Linked DNA regions of Sus scrofa: region 1 is linked to region 2. The links are chromatin contacts, called in public Hi-C maps. All regions are on one chromosome and are shown on one strand. The core of a region is the stretch at or near the end of the contact, and the rest is flanking DNA. Distances in the headings are between cores, read along the strand shown. Region 1 has its middle 12 kb from the start of MKI67. Region 2 overlaps PTPRE (receptor-type tyrosine-protein phosphatase epsilon).

Region 1 (6,184 bases), core at 2,916-5,415, 48 kb after region 2:
CAACGAACAGTGACGGGGGTGGGGTCGAGGGGAGAGAGTATATGGAAAAGAACAGAAGTTCTCTGAGTGCTTTCTAGGTATGAACTGGGAGTCAAAGAACATTACTTAAAATTAAATATTGGGAGTTCTCGTTGTGGTGCAGCAGAAACGAATCCAACTAGGAACCATGAAGATGTGGGTTTGATCCCTGGCCTCGCTCCCTGGGTTAAGGATCTGGTGTTGCCATGGGCCATGGTGTGGATCACAGACACAGCTCGGATCCTGTGTTGCTGTGGCTGTGGTGTAAGCCAGAGCTACAGCTCCAATTGGACCCCTGGTCTGGGAACCTCCATATGCCAGGGGTGCGGCCCTAAAAACAAAATAAACAAATAAATAAATTAATTAAACATTGTGTCAGAGGAAGTTTTAGCTAATTTTCTTTCTTTCTTTCTTTCTTTCTTTCTTTCTTTCTTTCTTCCTTTCTCTCTTTCTTCCTTTCTTTCTTTCTTTCTTTCTCTCTTTCTTTCCTTCCTTCCTTCTTTCTTTTTTCTTTTTTTTGGTCTTTTTGCCTTTTCTAAGGCCGCTCCCACGGCATATGGAGATCCCCAGGCTAGGGGTCCAATCGGAGCTGTAGCCACCGGTCTAGGCCAGAGGCACAGCAACATGGGATCCGAGCCATGTCTGAAACTCACACCACAGCTCACGGCAACGCCGGATCCTTTACCCAATGAGCAAGGCCAGGGATCGAACCCGCAACTTCATGGTTCCTAGTCGGATTCGTTAACCACTGCGCCACAATGGGAACTCCTTAGCTAATTTTCAAGAAGGCTCATATTAAGAAACCAATGGACTTAAAAGAAGAGCCAAATATTAAATAAAGTTGTTAGTGTAAGTGTGGTCATTAGACCATAACCTCAAATACTCTGAAATCTCAAAACCTACCGACAAGAGAGATAGGAGTTCCTGTCATGGCACAGTGGTTAACGAATCTGAATAGGAACCATGGGGTGTAGGTCACCGGCTGCAGCTCAGATTTGACCCCTAGCCTGGGAACCTCCATGTGCTGTGGGAGCGGCCCTAGAAAAGGCAAAAAGACAAAAACAAAACAACACAACAAAGAGAGACAAAGAGTACAGAGAACATAGTGAAAGACCACATAGCTGTATCAATATAGTTTTAAAAATATAACAGGACTGGAAGTGCCCATTGTGGCTCAGCAGAAACGAACCCGACTGGAATCCACGAGGTTTCAGGTTTGATCCCTGCCCCTGCTCAATGGGTTAAGGATCTGGTGTGGCTGTGGCTGTGGTGTAGGCCAGCAGCTGCAGCTCCAATTCAACTCCTAACCTGGGAACTTACATATGCTGCCGGTGCCGCCCTGAAAAAGAAGAAGAAAAAAAAATATGTGTATATAACAGGATTGGTATCAAAGGCACCAGTCAATTCAATAACTTTAAGTAGCCTATCTAAGCCCAAAGATTTTAATATTTCTGTAAACTTCTAGGAGTGATTGCCTCCAAATATTATCAAATGCAAATGGTAAACTGGGAGAAGTTGCATATAACATGCTTTATTCATCTAAAAAATGGGCCTATGAATATATTTGCTTATTTGATCTTATTAAAATTAAACAATATAATATGGTGTATATATATGTATAATACACATATAATGTATAATACATATGCTGTAACATGGAGGAGGAATCAAGGAGAGAAGCTAGATTTCTCTGACTGTACCTTCTTTGATAGACTTGACTTTTGAATCCTATTAAGATTTATATAAATATTAAACCCAATTGAATCAGAGATCTAGAAAACCCTAGAAGTAGAAATTCAAATGCAACTGTCAGGCAGCAACAGAGCCACACAAAGAGCAATAATTTAAGGTCATTTAAAACACAATAATTTAACGGTACCTCCGTTGGTAGTCATTCCCGAAGGACATCAATACACGGAAAATAATATCGAGCAGGTTTCAATAATTTCATTGGTAGGAATATTGATATCATTATTCTGACCTTAGGATAATGGGATGGCGCAAAGAGGTAATTATGTGGGCATCACTAGAGGGTTTTTCAGCCTAAGAAAACAAGAGGGCTATAAATGTGAAATCAAAGAATGAAGGGTTCCGTAAAGAAGGGACCCTCGCCTCAAATGAGATTTGTCCCCAGACTGATGGCACCCCATCCCCACGCCACCCAGGGTGGGAACGTCTCATGATTCACTAACGGAGGTCTCTGGGGGAGCAGGGCGGGCCTCTCGCCAGGTCTGAGATGGCTTGAGAGTGTGGAGAGGGACTCTGGCTTGGGGTTTTACTGTGGTCAGGAGTTGGGCCAGCAGGTACGTGAGCTGGAGGCAGGGCTTGTGGGGGGCGGCTGAAGGAGGGAGGAGCGTGGATGGGGCCTTTCTTATCAGCTCGCTCAGAGGTGGGGCAGCCAGCAAGGGGTGCGGCTTAAAAGTTGTCTGCAGGCAAATATCAAAAAGTAGAGTCGGATTCCCTATTACGGGAAGTAACTTTTGAAATGCGCGTGTCAATAGGAACTCAAGGAATATTATTTCTTTTAAGATGTGGATGTGAAGACATGGTTCCTGATACATTCACAGAAAAGACCTTGAACGTGCCCAAGAGCTAGGAGTGTCCCTACCTCCTAGATTGTGGTCTCTTAGTACTGTGTCCTACGCAAAGAATCCAGTTTCCTTATAGACGTGGTAAATAAAAACCAAGAAAACTAGAAGTCATCCCCAACACAGAAGGGAAGTGCGACTTAAAACCACGCTCACCAGAAGGGCCACAATGAAAAGGTTAGAGACCTGAAAATGCTGGGGAGGGCGTGGTGTTTTCAGGACCCTCAGATGTGGCTGCGGGAATACGAGAGCACATGGAAACTTCCCAGACTGCGCCTTCCAAAGCCAAATATACATCTTTCCCTTGATGCAGCAACGCTCCTCCGAGGCATTTGCCCAGGAGAAATGAAAGCATGTTGCCACATGCTTAAGACTCACTTAAGCAGCTTTATTCAGCATATGTGAAACCTGGAAATAATGCAAATATCCATCCTCAGCGTATTTCCTAAGAGGCTATGTTACAGCATAAGCTGTGTTATAGTCACCTGGTGAAACACTGCAAAGGAAAAAAAAAAGAACAGAGTCTTGGTGTATTTAAGACGTGGTGACTGAATCTCAAAGAACGTTATTCTTTGGATGAAAGGAGTTAGACCCAGATGAGTACGTATTGCATGTCCATTCGTGTGAATTTCTAGAACAGGCGAAACTCCTTTATGATAATAGAAGTCACCAGTGGTTTCTAGTGGGCTGGGTGGTGGGGAGACTGATGACAAGGGGGGCAGGAAGGAACTTTCAGAGGCAATGGAGACGTTTCCTACGTTGATGATGTGACGATTGATGGATCACACAAAGGTTTGTATTTGCCAAAACTCTCAGAACCATTCGCCTGAAATCTGTATGTTTTGGTATGTGAACATTTTTTATCTGAATTAAAAAAGCATTTCAAGAGCAAACAAATGCAATGTATGGGCCTTTTGGGACTTGGTTTGGAAAAAAAATCAACTGTTAAGCACAGATCAGTGAGGCGGTTAGAGAAAGTTGGAGCACTGAGTGACTATTTGATGGTCTAATACTGGATGATATTAAGAGACTTGGTGTGATGATAGTACCATTATTGTGACAATGGTATTGTTATGTTAAAAGAGTCCTTGACTGTTAAAGAGACATGCTGCACGTTTGCAGAGGAAGGGACAGGATGACTGGGATTTACTTCACAATAACCCCGGTGGAGGAGAGGGGTGGAAGGGTCCTAGGAGTTATAGATTAGCCCAGAGAGATGCGCTCCTACGCATCAGTTGGGGGGAAGCTGGGTGACAGGTATATGGGGGTTCCTTATGTTACCCATACTGCGTCTGCAGACGTTTAAACTTTTCCATGAGAGAGAAAACATTTAAAAATTACAGCAGTCAGGACGTCAGGAAGCAGGGTTCTTTGGCGGGTGTGGAGCAGGGGAGAACCTTGAAAGTCCTGAGGAGCCAGTGAAGACCCACCCCCTTCCTGATCTCTTAACGCCAGGGTGCTTCCAGCTTAAATTCGGGCTCTGGGTCAGGATCTGGACTCCCCCCCCAGCACCTCTCAGCCTCAGTCCCGCGGCGCCCCCAGCCGGCCTCCCGCGCAGCCAGATGGGCCCCGCGACAAGCCCCGCCCCGCCCATCCCGTAAAGACGTTCCTATGACAAATTTTAAAGTACCGTAATCGCTAGCATTTCAAACAAAAACCCAGCTTTTAGGGTTTTTTTGAAAGCAAAAGATCAAGCCACCCTCAGCAGGCAGGGTGGACTTCCACCATCTGTTGGAGCGGAGCGGCAGCGGTCCGAGACGCCAGCGATCCGAGCCCCGCAGCATCCCCCGCGCGGCTTCTGTTTGTCCCGCCCGGAAGCGGAGGGGACCCGGCCGCAACCTGACCTGGGAGCGCAGCGCCATCTGGCGACCACACAGGGCCACTGCGCCCTTTGGGTAGAAACGCCGGCCTCGGGGTGAGAGGCGGGAGGTGAGCGCTGGTGCAGAGCAGCGGCGCTGGCACTGGAGCTAATGATCAGTAGGGCCACGTTTCTGCGACTTTAGAGGGAAGACAGGTCTGTTTCCATCTAGCGCTTGTGCCTGAGGTCACTGCACTTTTCAGAGTTGTGCTGACCCAGGGGGATGTAGACACCACCGCCTGTGCCAACACGCTGCTTGCACAGTATCATCCGGCGGGGAAGGGGCTCAGGGACCCAGAAGGTCTCCTCTGCTCGGATTCCTGGAATCACGGATCCTTCTCAAAGCAAACCCAAACCAAGGGCTGCTGGAATAGGACTGGTGGGGACATAAACCATTATCAACTAAAAAGCTCTAAACGCAGTTAAGTGCAAGTCTGTTCCAAAATATCGAGGGAGAGATGCCTTTGTCTCCTGAAGCCTTTGGATCGATTTAAAACGTGGAGCTAATTATTTTATTCAAACGAATAAATGATTATTCTTTTAAAGAATAAATTATTTTTATTGCAGCAGTAGTAAATTGAAGGAAAATTTGTCATCTGAAAACTTTAACCTTTTATTATAAACTTACTCATTTGGAAACATCTGCCTAATTAGCCATTCTGTGTTTTAGGCATTTATTAAGTAATCTACCGAATGTCAGGCAACGCTTTAAAAAGAAGAATATGATGGTCCCTGTGGGCGATAGACACCCAGCCTGCAGGGGAGAATACCCAAACGACTTAATAATGCCATGAGACGCCTGAGACACGTACCGCGGAGGAGCCGAGTGTGGAGAGCGGGGGATAGTGCGCCATCTAGAGGACGATCCCAGTGACGTGGGTAAAGGTGCTACGGAAAGACCCAAACGAAGCGCTGGGATGAGCCTGGGGCCAGGCCAGCAAGTCAGATAAGGACTGGGGAGCACACCGGTCCCAGGCTCCACCTGCCCCGGGCGGACTCAGGGAACGGCGGCGGGGGCCGGGGGGGCCTGCTCTTTCATGCACGTAAAGCCGGCACCTCGAAAATCAGAACATCTCACTTGGTACTTGTTTTAAAATAATCACATCCTAAAAATTTTGGAAGTATAATTTTTTCATTAACAATGTCAGTTTGTAATGGGATATTTACTCCAAGGAGAAATAATGACTGGCTTGATTTCTAAAATGTTACAACCGTGATACATTTGGTTTTTTCTCATATGCTGCATAGTATCCGTTTAAGTCTTCCTTGGGCCCAGAAATGCATCTTCCTGAGTCGGCAGCAGCTTTGGAGGCCAAGGAGGAGTCGGGCTTTGAAGAGACGTGGACTGGGGTTACCCTCCTTCCTCACCTCTCATCACTGTGGTGACAACTTCACAAGAGAACAAGCATAATGCTGGCTTCGGGGGGTTATTTTGAGAATGACATGAGATAAACTATGTGAAATGGCCATTATGGGCTAAATTATGTCCCCTCGAAATGCTTTGTGGAAGTTCTGGCTCCCAGGACCCCAGAAGGTGACCGTACCTGAAGATGAGAGCTTTCAAGAGATAAGTTAAAACGAGGTTATTAGGGCGGGAGCAGCCTGACCGCTGTCCTTACTGGACGAGGGGATTAGGACACAGACAGACAGAGGGAAGCCCGTGTGAGGACACTGGGAGAAGACGGCCGTCTACACGGAGGAGAGAGGCTTCAGAAGAGAC
Region 2 (6,624 bases), core at 1,463-3,962:
AAGGCTCCTCCTTTAGGGCACCCCCCCCCCCCGCCGCCGCCCCCGCCCCGGCATCCTGACTCAGACACTTCCCTCCTCCTTCGAGAGCTGGGTGGTCAGTGGGAAACTCAGGAGCTGGAAGGGAGACGTAAGGTCCCCACACTTTGCCTGCAGTCTCAGAACAAGAGTTTTCTGCGCCGGCTTTTCTGTCCCTGGAAAGCCAGCTCTTTCCCAAGCTGGCTGGATGGAGGTTCCGGAAGGGTCAGACGGGCTAATATTTGGCCTCTTGCAGCCCCCAAACCTGTCGAGGGGAATTTAGAGAAGAGGCTGAACGCGAGGCGCTGGGAAGGAAGAAGGGAGGGCTGGGAGCCGGCCTGCCCCTGCTCCCCCGCTCCCAGGTCCACCGGGCAGCAAGTGACCGGGTCTGCGAGGACCCGGGCCCTTTTAGGTTCGCTGCCCTCTGTCAACCTCCAGCCTTCGGGGTCCATGCCCTGCCTGCTGACCGCTGTGCACATGGTTCTCTGAGACGCGCAGCAGGCTCCCTGAGAAAGCCCCCGGCTTGCCTCTTCCTCCGTCTCTTTCATTTCTTCCTCCGGGTGCCTGTCATTGGTGATGCCCTGCACCCCGGCTCCCAGCCCCCCGTGGGCCCACCACCCGTCTAGTGTCACCTCCTCAAGGGCTGCTGGGGAGCCAAGAGTCAGAAGATGTCCAAGTATTCTGATACGTCAAGAGCCTTATACAGATTCCAGGCATTATTATTCCTTTGTTGTTGTTGTTGTTTGTTTGTTTGCTCTTTAGGGCCACATGTGTGGCATATGGAAGTTCCCAGGGTAGGGGTCGAATCGGAACTACAGCTGCCGGCCTACACCACAGCCACACAGGATCCAAGCAGCGTCTGTGACCTACGCCACAGCTCACCTCGACACCAGATCTTTAACCCACTGATCCAGGTCAGGGATTGAATCCTTGTCTTCATGGATGCGAATCAGGTTCATTACCGCTGAGCCACACTGGGAACTCCCAAGGCATTATTCTTTTGAACTCTACTAAAACTTATATACATCAGTGCCTTTCTACAGGGCAAACTTAGGCTTAAAAATAACCGATGTTTCCATCTTGTTTAACTCATTGCTTGTCATTACATTACAAAATTTGATGTTAATTAAGTATGGTCCTTGTTTCTGTTAGAAAGTAATTTTTTTAGTTTAAATATGAAACTAAACATCTTTCATTCAGACTGTCCAGAATACACCAAGTCGAAGCTAAACATTCACATTTTCTATGTAGAAAACCAGCTTTATTTGGACATAGTCATGTGCCTAACAACTAAATTAAGTAATAGAAGCTGATGTGTGCGAGTTCCCGTTGTGGTGCAGTGGTTAACGAATCCGACTAGGAACCGTGAGGTTGTGGGTTCCATCCCTGGCCTTGCTCAGTGGGTTAGGGATCCGGCGTTGCCGTGAGCTGTGGTGTAGGTTGCAGACGCGGCTTGGATCCCGCGTGGCTGTGGCTGTGGCGTAGGCCGGTGGCTGTAGCTCCAATTGGACTCCTGGCCTGGGAACCTCCATAGGCCGCAGGAAGAGGCCCTAGAAGAGGCAAAAAGATGAAAAAAAAAAAAAAAGAGTGGGGTTCGCTGTCTCCTCCCCTTCTCATTAAAAAAAAAAAAAAAAAAAAAGCTGATGTGCTTTGGGTATATATAGTATTTTAATAACTGTCGGAATTTTTTATGGCTTCCCTTTAACGTGACTCCTAACGAAATTAACCAAATATATTTTAAAATTTTATTTACTGTGTTTTTGGTTTTCTTTTTCAGGAACAGTATGAATTCTGCTACAAAGTGGTACAGGATTTTATTGATATATTTTCTGATTATGCTAATTTCAAATGAAAAGTCCTGCCTTAAAATATTTTTTAATTTAATGGTCAGTATATTTTGTAAAAATCATGTTAATTTATTTCATAGTTGACATTAATATCCTTCTTAATTTCTTTGTATATATTTTGTTATACCTTAAAGGCCACCTGCTATAAAGTTATTCAATCTTGAAGACCCCTTTTGAAGACTGGAATAATGTATTAAGGTCAAATAATCCCCCATAAATATATATATTAGTGCTAATCTCATTAAGCATTTTAATTTTTCATTAGATTCCTATCATTTCATTTCACACATTCAGCACCTCTGAAGTGTTAAAAATCTTAATATGCCAAGTGTGCTTATTTATGCAAGATACTAACCACAACTTCATTAGAAAACAGTCAGAAACTCAGAAATCGGTGGGAAATTCACTTTCCTGACACTGATTTTACAGCCCTGAGCAGCAGCAGTTTTTCTAAGGCAAACTGGGAAGACGCGGTGTAAAAAGGGAATTTTGTAGTCTTGGTCTCAACTCGCATTTATCTTCACATTTTAAAGATCAAAGAAGACTTACAGCCTGAGTCCAGGTCTTACACACCCTGGCGTAGTCAGTGGCTCTATTCATGCTTAAAAAGGCATTTATTCAAGGCTGCGTCCTGCCCTCTGGGCTAGACAAGAAGAGCTGCAAAGGCCCGTGGTTCGGTTCACCCGTGGCCTTGGGTCCCGCCACAGCAGCTCTCAGAGCTTCACTCCCACGGCCCGGCTTGCTGCCCATCTGTCGGGGTGTTTGGCTCAGATGACACTCTGAGAGTCCCCTCTCGGTCCCCTCCCCTTCCGCCCCAGCTGCCGTGCTGGTCATGAGCTCTGCCTCGAGACACAGCCGAAAAAACCACTTCCCACTCTGCAAGGTCACAGAGAGCCCAGGCTCTGGCGTGCAGGGCGCAGGGCGCTCCCGCCTGGTAGAAACTGTCAAAGCCACCACAAGCCATTCTGCTTGAAACTTTCGGAGAAGCATTTTGGTCTTTAAAAAGCTCTTGTAAAAGTTGAGACTGTTTGTAAGAAAAGAAATCTTAAAATCTAGATTTATACAGTTTTTTTTAAGCCCCCTTCCTCAATATTTAATAAAAGAAAAAGTAAGAGAACTCCTTAACCTAAAGGCTAACTTATTTTTGAATGGTTACTACTGAGACCTCTGACACTGGATAATAAGGGTCCCACTGCCAGACAGGATGGGCCTATGGGGCAAAAAAAGGTGGGGGGATGTAGAAAGGTTTAATTTAATGACAGTCACCCATCTATGGCCATTTGGTGCCTGGGAGATGAGCACAATATTAAAAAGGACATCTGGTCTACCTTTCTGAACGCATTTAACATGTGCATTTTGGGGGTACTCTTTCTGCTTTTTAAAAGAGATGTGAATTTAAAGGCCTTACCTGGTGTTTCCACTGGTAACCGATTGCTCCTTCTTCCCATTGGCCCATTTATCCTGTGTCCATCTCTTGTCCACACACGTGTGACCCTGGATGGGTTATGTCCTAATAACAACAGCCCGCAGGTAATCAAGCTTCTGCAGCTCCCCTGAGCCCCGTCCAAGGGCCGGAGGAGGCAGCCAGCTGAACAAACAAAAGCACAACTCAGTGAGGGCTGTGGGCCACCAGCAGCTCAGGCCTGGCTACACACACAGCTGAAGGGGCCCCTCTCCCTTTGGGGACAATGAGTACGCATTTGGGGGTCCAAGAGGAAAACGAGGGAGCTTTGTAAGCTGTGCCAGGCGGTCCCCCTTGTTTTCATTGTTAAAATCCCAAGCTCACAGCCCTTCTTTGACTCAAGGGGAAACGAGAAGACTCAGCCCTGAAGCCTGGAAACAGCCTTGGATGGTGGTGAAGGTGACGGAGGGTTGATAGAGTCACGGGGCCTGGATTTGCATCCACACATGGGGTTTCAGTCAGAATCCCCCAGGCCCTTTCATGGTCGAACTGGGGTCTCTTGTCTTGGGATGAACGTCGACCTGCCCAAGGGAAGCCCTCGGCAAAGAGTCACCTCTGCGTGTTGTTCTGCCCCTGGGCCACGATCCCACCCCCGCCCCTCTCCCCGAGTCTGCTGCAGATCTGCCCTGTGGCTCTGAAAACGAGCAGAAGCCACTCTCCCTGTCCCTTGGAGGCAGGACCCCCACCTGCTGTTGGGGCAGCACCTGCCGCCACAGGGCGCCCAGGAAGCACAGCCTCCCGGCCTCTGCTGCGGGCTCCCCACCCACCCCCGCGCCCAGTTCAGACGGCCTCGGGGGGGCAGCCCGGGAATCCCGTTTGTCTTGCCTGGAAAGTCGACTCTTCTTCCCCTTCAGTCAAAGAAAGCGCTTTATACATAAGGCAGGGGTGCCGGCAGCGTCCTCTTGGCTCTGACGTCTGTCTCTGTTGCCTGCGGCTGCGGTCAAAGGCCAAACAGCGATTGGAAGACAAGCGTTCTGATCACCTTGCTTTCTCGGTCACTGTGTGACCCACTTAAGTCTTTCTCTCCATGTGCTCCGTGAATGAAGACTGCAAACCAGTGTTTTAAAAGGTATTTTTATGTGTTTTTAAAAACTTTTTAAAACGAGCCTGACACCTCTGTTTCAGCATCTGGAGACATGCCCATGTTATTAATTTTTTAAGATACTGATACTTCTGTTGTGTTTCACTAAGTTGTGTTTAATCGATGTGCAATCTTTATAATATATGTATGTACTCCAGTTTCAGCTATCATTTTTTTTCTTTTATTCCGTTTGTCATTTGATCTTGCTCTGATGATAACACCAGTGAATGTTGCTGAATTCTTTGTATATGCAAATCGCAAGATCCGAGACATTCTGATGCAAAGGTAAATCTTTACTTTGACTTCCGGCCTGCGTCTCTGTCTTTATTGAAATCCTCCAATCTTAGAGTTTCCTGTTGTGGCCCAGGGGTAATGAACCCGATTAGGATCTCTGAGGATGGGAGTTTGATCCCTGGCCTCACTCAGTGGGTTACGGATCCAGCATTGCGTGAGCCGTGGTGTAGGTCACAGACTCGGCTCGGAACCCAAACCCACCAGCGGCTCTGAGTCGCAGACACGGCTCTGCAGACCAGAACCCCCCACCCCCAACGGCCATGGACACCAGGGCCGGGTCCTCACAGCCTCGGAAGGAAGTCGCCTTGCTCCCCTTGACGTGGCCTTCCTGCCTGCAGGACTGGGACACACGAATATCCTGTCGTGTAGACCCCAGGTTAGTGGCACTTGGTTAGAGCAGCCTTAGCAAACTAGTACGAGTCCCGCCCTTTGACCCCTGCAACCCAGGGGCTGTGGGATGTTTCCAGAAGAAACCCTGAAGTGGATGTGGTGCAGGTGGTTCGTGGAGAGGTGGGGGGAGAAGGGGCCACAGGAGGGGCAGGACAGAGGCCACCCCGGCTCCAGCGGTGCCCACTGCCGCCAGCCCCCGGTGAGGGGGTCGTCTCCAGGGGTGCCAGCCCTACCACAGGTCCTACTCTTGGGACTTGCCTGCAGGTTCACTCCCAGGTTCTAAGTTGCACTGGGCTGGCCCACCACTCGGCAACACACATGGCTATTTGCTGACTCTGCGGCCCTGATCAACGCCCTGCCCCTGGTCCCCCCGGCCCCACCCGCTTATGTCTAGATGGACTGGGCAAAGCCAGGACTGGGTGGGGTCCCTGCCCCACATGAAGGCTGTTCCTGCAGGACTGAAGTGGGCCTGGCGGCCAGGAGGAAAAAGCAGCTCTGCGGCCACATCCGAGGGTGGAAACGGGGCCGGGAGGCTGATGAGCCAGCCCTGACCCCCCCGCTGAGGTCCCCATGCACAGCTGGCTTGGCTTTGGTTGTCTCCCCACCCTCCCTGTGATAAAAATACCCAGGGTTTGAGATCATGCCATGACGCCTGAGCCTGGGCACGAGTATTCTAGTCAGATACACCTGCCCTCCTGCGTGGACAAGGCTCAGTGAGTCCCCTCCAGGGGAAGAGGACACACGGAGTCTGGTCTCCACGGTGCTGCGCGGAAGCCCATCATGGCTCCAGGGCAGGACCCAGGGATGGGGTGAGCCCATGATGGGGCTTGAGGGAGCCTCACTGGAGCAGAGCCCAGAGTCGAAGGGAATGGAGAAGCAGGAGGCGGGGGAAGTGTTAGGCAGAGAAAACAGCAGTGTGTGTGCGTTACACGTGTGTGTGTGTGGGGGGGGGTGCCTTAACCAAGGGAGCCAAGAGTTGGCTGGTACAGACGTGAAGCCGGAATGTCAGGGAGACCGTGTGGCACAGCCACATCATGGAAGAGTTTGGAGGCAACAAGACAGCTTCCAGCTACTGAGAACTTCCTGTCAGAGGGATGTTGTTTACATGGGATCCGAGGCTCAGAGAAGTCACCAAACCACAGAGCAGGTGGGTATTTATTTCTTGCACCCCGTTCTCAAACACTCAATTACGCAGGCCAAATATTAATGGTCAATACGTGTCTGATGCTTCCCTCCCCAAAAATGCCAAATGAAGGATGCCTCCTTTGGAACATGTGTTTTTTTTCTTTTGGTTTTTAGGTTTTTATTTTTTCTGTTAAAGTTGATTCCCATTGTTCTGTCAGTTTCTGCTGTGTGGCAGGGTGACCTAGTCATTTGTATATATACATACACCTTCTCTGAGCATGTGCTTTCTCAAAACGCTTGTTTGAATGAGCTTTCTAATCCAGCCGCTACACCCCATAAAATGAAACCACCCTTCCTTATGCTCTTGAATTACTGTACTTACGAAGGTGCGAAAATATGCTGATATATCT

Evidence for each region. A called contact is a pair of places that touch in the nucleus more often than the background predicts.
Region 1: a Hi-C map of fetal liver shows a contact between it and region 2, with 2.2 times the contacts expected there. The contact joins two enhancer-like sites. A contact is called at or near these places in 2 of 5 promoter capture datasets (fetal liver and liver), 13 of 47 Hi-C or Micro-C datasets (alveolar macrophages, blood, embryonic fibroblasts and 7 more) and 1 of 2 datasets of contacts at active chromatin or transcription factors (alveolar macrophages).

Annotation. Positions count from the first base shown.
Region 1 is chr14:137,305,691-137,311,874 of Sscrofa11.1, forward strand. No RefSeq gene overlaps it. Among named protein-coding and RNA genes, the nearest start is that of MKI67, 12 kb to the left of the region's middle. Within about 2 kb of position 4,166, at least 10 of the 83 cell types and tissues checked have an H3K27ac peak or open chromatin away from gene starts, as enhancers often do. A contact at or near this core is called in fetal liver and retroperitoneal adipose tissue, where this site is marked.
Region 2 is chr14:137,259,534-137,266,157 of Sscrofa11.1, forward strand. It overlaps PTPRE (receptor-type tyrosine-protein phosphatase epsilon), which reads left to right. Exons shown (of 22, transcript XM_021073749.1): 22 at 1,793-4,712. The coding sequence ends at 1,867. Among named protein-coding and RNA genes, the nearest start is that of MKI67, 33 kb to the right of the region's middle. Within about 2 kb of position 2,713, at least 23 of the 83 cell types and tissues checked have an H3K27ac peak or open chromatin away from gene starts, as enhancers often do. A contact at or near this core is called in fetal liver and retroperitoneal adipose tissue, where this site is marked.